2 separate regions of the Zea mays genome follow, and region 2 is linked to region 1. A link is a contact called in public Hi-C data. All regions are on one chromosome and are shown on one strand. Each heading gives the region's core, a stretch centred on a gene start, on an enhancer-like site or on the middle of the called end of the contact. The rest is flanking DNA. Distances are from core to core; before and after follow the strand shown.

The links. Hi-C and Micro-C count contacts between places; a contact is called where the count stands out from the background.
Region 2: a Hi-C map of ear shows a contact between it and region 1, with 5 times the contacts expected there. The contact joins the promoter of LOC100282757 here to the promoter of LOC100192536 in region 1. A contact is called at or near these places in 16 of 25 Hi-C or Micro-C datasets (bundle sheath, ear, endosperm and 6 more) and 1 of 3 datasets of contacts at active chromatin or transcription factors (seedling).

What each region holds. Positions count from the first base shown.
Region 1 is chr3:4,269,715-4,273,804 of Zm-B73-REFERENCE-NAM-5.0, reverse strand. LOC100192536 (Syntaxin 43) reads right to left here and starts at 2,252. Exons shown (of 8, transcript NM_001137755.2): 1 at 1,880-2,252; 2 at 1,113-1,389; 3 at 913-1,002; 4 at 745-822. The coding sequence starts at 2,073. It overlaps LOC103649603, which reads left to right and starts at 3,323. Exons shown (of 2, transcript XM_008675340.2): 1 at 3,323-3,489; 2 at 3,947-4,090. The coding sequence starts at 3,949.
Region 2 is chr3:4,407,781-4,411,955 of Zm-B73-REFERENCE-NAM-5.0, reverse strand. It overlaps LOC100282757 (shaggy-related protein kinase eta), which reads right to left and starts at 1,748. Exons shown (of 12, transcript NM_001155663.2): 1 at 1,440-1,748; 2 at 1,214-1,297; 3 at 536-595; 4 at 169-441; 5 at 1-75. The coding sequence starts at 1,532. LOC100527941 (receptor-like protein kinase) reads right to left here. Exons shown (of 12, transcript NM_001324035.1): 11 at 4,127-4,175; 12 at 3,728-4,041. The coding sequence ends at 3,784.

The DNA of each region.
Region 1 (4,090 bases), core at 1,003-3,502:
GGTAACACAAACTTATTGCATTTTACTCACATATATCATATACGATATATATTACTAGTCAAGTGTCCATCTCTTACGATAACACAGCATTTAATGAAACAGAGTGGACCATGCCCTTTTCAATCAGTTCGAAGTTCCTAGGTAAAAAGGACAGGGGATATTCTAGGATATCCATGGATAAAGAGTTAAACACCAGGTACTACTACCCTGGCGCTTGCCATAATATATAGCTTAGTATCCAATATTATCCTCCATTCATAATCAATTTTATGATATCCAAAGCAATGTGTTTGCAGCTAAAAAACAAAAGAAAAGGAAAAGGCAAAAGAAAGTTGCGTGTGTCAGTGTGTGGCAGGGTGGGAAGTGTTCTCCATACACAGATGTGGATATCAACAGTGCTAATATAAGAATTGAGGGAGGTATAATACAGAGTTATCCAACACCAATAAATGCAATACCAGCATCCAGCTCCAGCCACAACAAGCATCATGGAGGGGGAAAACTGAATTACCCATATCAAAAACCCAACTTCAAAAACTGGCTTATGAACTGTATAACTAACCCAAATAAACGGAAACACCAGTACCCCATAAGGCAGAACTTTGTCGTTATTATTTCATCCTTTACCTGCCATTTTCCGATTTCTGTTTATTATAGAGGCAAACATGTTCTATCAAGCAAATATTTATTTCACTAGTATGCAAGTCTCAAGGAGTCCTGGAAGCGGGCAAGTGTCAAACATACCACATCGTCAAACTCATCATCTTCAAATGTAGACTTTGCTCCGTTTATATTCATTTCCAAATCAACACCGTCCTGACCCTGCAAAGGTATTCGTAGATAAAGCATACCAGTCGGAGTTGGGCAACCATTCTATCAGTACCAAATTATCTGATGACAACAGAAAGGAACCTCTTTTTGTTGACGAAGCTGCTTTAGATACGACGACTGCTTTTTCCGGAACTCCATTGACAGGTTTTGCAGGTCTGTAGCAAGAGAACGCTGCACATAAACAGCCAGGGGTGTTTTGCCCATCAACCGGGGAACAAAGAAGCACGAACTGTCACTCTTAAACTTGTAACTGCCAATGCTAAATAAGGTTCTATTATTACCTGGACATTCTTCCGGACATTTGAGTCCTCTGACGAATCTTTCATGGACAGCTTCTGCAGCCTCTTCTCCGACCTCTTTAGCAAGTCCGTTACCTCGTGCGTGAGAACCTCAATGGCTCGTTGGTCGTCTCTGCCATCACCAAAGGACGGCATCAAGGCTTTGGCATGCGCCTTAGCCAGCTCCGCCATTTTCGTCCTTGCCCGCTGCATGTTTGCGGATATCTCTTCAGAGACATCCACCCAGGCTGGGGGTAGCCCGACCGTCGCAGCGCCTCTACTGCAACACAGAAACCAAATGTCAGTGCTGCGTTCGTTTCATCTCACCAGTGGGGTCCAACCAACCAACGCTAGTAGTTAACCTTTGCGTTTGCAAATCAGAACAGAGCACTACAGCTTTACTGCCTAAGCCACTGATCACCGTCGACCGACATGCTATGGCAAGCCTTACATTTGCTCGATCTAGTGGTGGAGATTCCCATCCCCAGTAAGGTTACACACGTCATTGCCTCGTAGTAATAAGCAAATACGCAAAGGCTTGACTAGATCAGACAATCTAATGGGCGAGTCTAGTGATCTGCAATTCAACCACTTCATTTGAGTCACCGGCCAATTAGCTCACTCTGTCTACTCGTTAGCACGGTCAGACGCCTCTCGATCTAGCTGAGAAACTCCCGTCTCGCAACTAGTTACCTTCACTGATATTCCCAAACGTCCGAGAGACCAGACGAGATGTGAGGAGGGCTGTGGAGAGTTGGAGGTGGTGGCACCTGGAGGCGGAGGGGTCGTCGGTGCTGAGGGGCGCGTAGGGGCGGTCGGAGCGCAGGAGTGAGGCCATCTCGATTACCGGCCCTCCCCCGCCGCCGCCGCCGCCGGACGACGACGGCGCCCCGGGCGGCGCGCGGACGTGCCGCAGCGCGTCGCGGTACTTGCGGTAGAGCGGCGTCCGGTTGCGCGTCGCCATGCCGCCGCGGGCGCGCGAGATCTCAACGGCCGAGGCGAGGCGTCGAGGTGGGTGGGGGCGCTCGGAGAGGAGGAATTGGAGTTGGTGCGCGACGCGGCTGTGGGCGGGGGAGGACACGGTGGCGTTGGGGCCTGGGGGAGTCGAGGGAGGGGGCGACTTCCGCTCCCTTCACCCCAAAGGAAAGCAATGGGGGCGCGTGTTGGGCTGTTTATTCGGGCCTTCGGCTGGATCGTGCACGTTCGCTGTTAAGCATTGGGCTGGGCCGTGATCGCACATCGCTTGCGGGCCTGCTGCGACAGTTGCAGCCTTTGCCTTTCAAATGCATTTGTGGACTAGGACGGTACCTCGGTAGCCGCCAACTTTTTTTTTGCAATTTAGCTATTTTATTTTATTTTCATAAATATGTCTTTTTGAGTTTCATTTTAAAAAATAAGTCCATGGATCGGCGCTAATAACATTGACGCCTATCTAACACGGACCAACGCCATTGCTATTGACGCCTATGTCTCGACGACGTGGATTGACGCGGTGCTTGCATGACGACCACGTGTCGGTAGGTCGGCGCCAACCCTTGACACCATAGATCTTGGCGTCAAACTCCGTATCTATGTTTACAGTCAAGGTTTAAATCTTCCTGATCTATATTTTTGTTTCCTTTTTTGATATTTGTAGCAGCTGGGTCTACCACTCCTTGTTCCCGTGTCGTAAATGCGGTGCGGCGCGGCCTACCCCGGTCCCATCCCGTCCGTCCTTCCTAGTACCACCACTGAACCACCGGTGACGTCACCGGATATTCTTCTTCTCAGCCGCGCAGCCCCATGCACCATGGTCACGCTCTTAAGTACCACCTGCTACGGGTCGTGGTCTCGTTTGAGATTGAGGCTGTCTCCAACAGCACCCTGTAAAGGGTCTTGTCCTCTAAATATAGAGGACTGTCAGGTCCCCTACGGCTCCAGCAAGGCACTCTATACCGTCCTCTAAATTTTAGAGGATGTGGCAGGCACTCTAAATGTGGAGGGCTCCGGGAGTGCGCTATCCGCGCTCTTCGTCCACCAGCCGCCGCCAGGAAACTTCCCCGCATTCCTACCCCGCGCTGGCGACTGCATCTTCCGGGGCCGAGCCCTCGATCCGGCGCGCTTCGCCGCCGGCATCGAGGCAGGAGGGCGAGAAGCGGCCGTGCGGAGGCGGGTCTGTCGGCGTAGAGCTCGCATCCCTTGGAACCGAGGCCGCGCGACCCCCCGTAACCGAAGATCCAAGCCAGCTTCCCCCTGTTCGTCGCCGGAGAGTCGCCATCGGCAAAAGGCTTCGTCGTCCGCCGACTTCGTCGAAGGCAGCCGACAAAAGGAAGAGAACCTCCTCGCCGCTGTCGTCTTCGTCTTCGATTCGGTCCACCAAGGCAGATCCGCGAACAGCGAGGTACGAACTACACAAATCCTTTTTTGTTTAGTACTTAATCATTACCGTATTGTATTGTTCGTATTCGGTAGTATGGATTAGGGTTTCTGGGCTGTTTAGGGTTTACGATCTTGAGCATTGTAAATAATGCGCATGAATTTCATGCATCAATGGCTTATTGTTGTGTCCGGATGCTTCAATTTAGACCGGATTTGCGGGATCCATTTCGGGTTTGGGGGGTTGTTCGTCCCCTATGATTCGGTTCTGTCCAGATTCAAATTACTCAACATGAATTTTGTATGCGACCATGGTAACCTAATCTGCAAATTTATAACAGGTTGACATAGATGCAACAGGTAACCTAATCTGCAAATTTGAACTCTGTACTCATAGTTTGGAATCCCTTCGATTGAGTAGTTTGTATAACATACTTAAATTGTAGTCGATGTTAACTAATTGAACACTGTGTTTGATGTAGCCATGGATTCGGAGAACGAAAAGCTCCGTAAAGCACTGGCTACTCTGCTCAGAGTTGTTCAAAAGCGTAGTTGTGACATCGTTGATGTCGTCAAATCAGCCTTCCAGCCTTTCAACTCACCTTTCCTCGACGAATTGAACCGAG
Region 2 (4,175 bases), core at 499-2,998, 140 kb before region 1:
CAAAACGTTTTGTGGCTTCACATCCCTATGGCAGACTCCTGGTACATTATGAATATAAGCTAGGCCTCTAAAAAGCTGCAAACATCACAAAAAAGAAGAAGACAATTAGCAAAACAATGAGAGCACGCATTGGCAGTCTCACAAGAGTTAAGCTGCTGGTTGACAAACCTGATACATGTAGAGCTTGACGTAGATAAGAGGCATCCTCTGGTTCGCATTGCTGTAGTGCTTCAGGACTCGGTATAGAGTCTCAGGGACGAATTCCATGACAAGGTTTAAAAACAATTCGTCCCTGCTCGTTGTCGAGAAGAAGCAGTGCTTCAGGCAGATGACGTTGGGGTGCTCCATGGCACGCATAAGTTGCAGCTCCCGGTTCTTGTAACGCCGATCTTGCAGCACCTTCTTGATGGCGAAGGTCTCTCCTGTTTCCAGACACTTAGCCTACATGCCAGAACCAATTCAGTGCACGTTGCATCAACCAGTGTTAGGCGCAGCCACAAAGAAGAGCCCCCTCCCCCATGGCCGAGCACCATACCTGGAAGACGATCCCAAATGAGCCTGTGCCCACGACACGTTCTGCCATGTAACTGATGGTCTGCGATTAAGGCCGGAATAAGAACAGCACGTGAGTAACTGAGGACGAGATGAGGCTAACCGGACTCTAGAAGTAGGCTGGCATCAGACAGAGTATCTGAGCAGGCAGGAATTCAGATCCTCACACATGTAACTAATCTAATAGGCAGCATTTCTATTGCGAACACAACAAAACTAGACACGGAACTGGTCGACCATGCTTCCTATAAATGCGTGCTAGAGCCTTGGAAACTCGAAGCAACGGAGCACAAATTGAAGCAGTCAGGCACATAATTCAGCTTGGAGCACTAAAGCAGCGAAGAGCGCTATTGTCTGCACAGCCAGCCAGAATCCGCAAAGCGGTGGGAACAGCATAATTCATCACCAAAATCAGAACTAAAGCCGCTACAGATTTCACCAGCATGCTGGCTCTAGCTACCTAGCAGCTAAACGAGAGGCACGAAACACGGACCCATGCGCAAGCGCAAACCACCAGATCAAGTTCGGGTCCCCGACCGCAAAAGCCGCTACAGCACAATCGGAACCAGTTGAAGCGCAATAGCCGCGCGCAGCAGCATTGACGCACGCAACGGCACGACAGGCAGAGGCAGGACAGACAGCGAGAGAAGTGGTAGCTTACCCGCTTGGGCTCGCCGTTCTTCCCGCCGATGGTGGTGGAGATGATATGGCCCGTCACAGCGTCTCCCCCTTCCCCGTCCTTGTGCTGCGGCAAACACGGAAAGGTGAAAGGGCGCCATTAGCACAACATGCATCACCCCGCAGGCGCAGCCCGCAGGAAGCAGCAGATCGGGCGGCGCCAGGCCGCGCCCGCCACCGCCAGACCCAGATCTGGGCCACCCGCTCACCTTGTCGCTGCCGGCGGGAGGAATCGCCGCGGCGGCGGCGGCGGGAGGTGGGGCGTCCAGCTCCATGGGCCCCGGTCCCGGCGGCGCCTCCATGGTGGGGTGAACGGAACGGAACGGTCGGTCGGTCGGTCGGTTCAGAGTTCAGACGCCGCTGCCGAGAGGCACGAGTTGGCGGCTCCCGCTTGCTTGCCTGGTTGCGGCTGCGGGCGGGATGGCTCTCGGCTTTGGGGGTTGGGGAACGGGGATGGTGGTGGGTTGGGGTGGGGCAGCAGTGCTTTTGACCGGTCGGCTCGGCCCTGCTGCGACTGCGAGGAGAGGACTGCCGCCGCGCCGCGCTTGGCTTGGCTTTGGACAGCTTGGGACAGCCGCTGCTGGCTGGCTGGCTGGCTGGCTTTGCGATAAGTGTGCCGCTGACTGCCGTGTTTTATTATCGGAGACGGATTCTACTTTGGCAGCGACGGTGAGCCGTTTCCTGTCTCCGCGCACGATTTCGGATTCGGAGAGCCTGGTTTTGGTAATCAGGAGGTGCTAAACCGCGGGAGTAATGAACTGCTTGTGGATCTTATCTTGGCTGCTCTAGCAGCGTTACGTTACACATCTTGAAAACAAAAAAAGGCGTGATGGAGAATCTTTCCCATCTCCATCCTCTAAGGGCTAGACGAGGATTAAGGCGTGAGACGCAGGGGAACGGAGCACGAGCAGCAGCGTAGCACCGAACGTAGTTTGGTTGGTCACACGTTTCGCCGCCCCCCTGTCACGTAGCATGTGCCGGCCGATCTGTAGTGTAGCAGCGTTGCGTTGCATCTCCGGCGCTGTTGCTGTGTACCTGCATGGATCTGGAGGACTGGATGGTGTGGTGTGGTCGGTCGGTCAAAGCTGTAGTGTGGCTGCTGGGGTTGGATTGGACGCCGACGTGGTTGGAGGTATAAACCCGGCTATATATTTCTTGTCTGTCACTGCTCCGCGCTGGCAGCCAAATCCGCTTCCGGCGGCCTCAATCATGCAGTCAAACTTGGTTTGGGGACATCTCCGCCTGCTCTATTGTAAGTATATTATACTTACATTTGCTATGCATTATCTTTACTACGTATGGTTGTAAGTTCATTTCCCACTTTCCAGTCCCAAGCTACGCCCAAAACGCCATGCACGTTGGAAAAGCGTCGCGCTGGTACTCGCTAAACAAAATCCCGGCCTCCCATGCAGAAACAAATTTGTTGCAGCTCCTCACAAAAAAGGAGGATAAACTTTACCTGCATGTCTACTAGATAACGTTTTAGTTGTATTATTGGTCTACAGATGAAGCATATCCTCTTTTTTGTGAGGGGCTGCAGCAAATTTTTTTCCGCGTAAAAAAAGCCCGGACCTTCCGGGAGACCCGGAGCCGCTGCCGCCTCCTCCCTCCGTTGCGTTGCCACAGTGCCAGCCACAAACAGCATCCACCAATCCATCGCATTATAACCCCCAGCGGGCAGTAGGCAAGTGGAACAGACAGCAGCACAGCTCGCCCGGCAGCTCCTCCTGCTGCTGCTACACGGGCTACGCCATGACCGGCCGGCGAGTAGCCTTTGACTGCTCTGCTTCCGGTACAGTGCGGTGCTGTGCAGGCAAGGCCTGCAGGAGCGGCGGCATTCTTTTTCTCCTGCCGCCTCTGGGTTTGCTTGCTGCAACCTGCAAACCGCACCGCCGCTGCCGTCCGGGAGTACTTGCACTGGTCGCGAGCGGAGCGGCCGCCGGCCGGGCAGGCAAAGCTACGGACCATTTATTATTCCGTGATGTGAATGACCAAGACAAAAAAAAACACTATACAGTACGTCTCCTGGCATTGACCGGAACAGGGGCCTGGGCGTCTCCTGACCCCTCGGCGCCGATGTGCAGAGCGACGATGTGCTCGCTTCAGAAGCGGGCGGGCGAGCGACGGACCAGATTCTTGCCAGTTGCCAGCACCATATGGGCCGAACTGAACATATGGCTCAACTTGAGCTACCATCGCACGCAGAGGAAACACTGATGGTAAGTGAGTGGCAACTGGGAACGCCAGCTATTTGTTTTATTTCTATACAGTCACACGAGTTTGGGATTACAGATATTTATACAAGTCACTGTATTTCCCCTCCTTGATAAAGATCAGCATGTACATGAGTTACATCATCAATCGCATTTTTTCACAACGTCTCTCTCTCTCTCTCTCTCTCTCTCTGCATAAATTACGACCGCTTACGGCCAGTACAAATGTCGGTAGCATCAGCAGCACGAATTGAAGCCCCTATACGAATCCTGTTAGAGCTCAGCTAGAGGAGCGTTGGAACATGTTGGTACAGTATCAGTATACACAGCGTTCTCCACACTAGGTTGACTTCACCGACAGCAGCTCCAGCTCCGCCCACCAGAGCGGCGACAGCCGCGGCGCCGCCGCCTCGGGCGAGATGCCGAGAGCGTCTCGCAGCTTGCCCACGACGTCTCTCATCGACGGCCGCCGCGTCGGGTCAGGGTCGATGCACTCTTGGATCACCTCGCAGACGGCCTCCAGCTCGCTTTCCTTGTGCTCCTTCAGCGACGCGTCCACGAGCTTGCCGTAGTTCTTGTCTTTCAGATGCTCAGAAGCCTGTGGCGAAGAGAGAGAGAGAGAGCTTCAGAGGTGCAACCCTGCACAAGCACATTTCGAGGAGCTGAGACTGGAGATTTCGTACCCAGCTGCATATGGGTTTGTGATCATACGGGTCAGGAACCCTCCCGGAT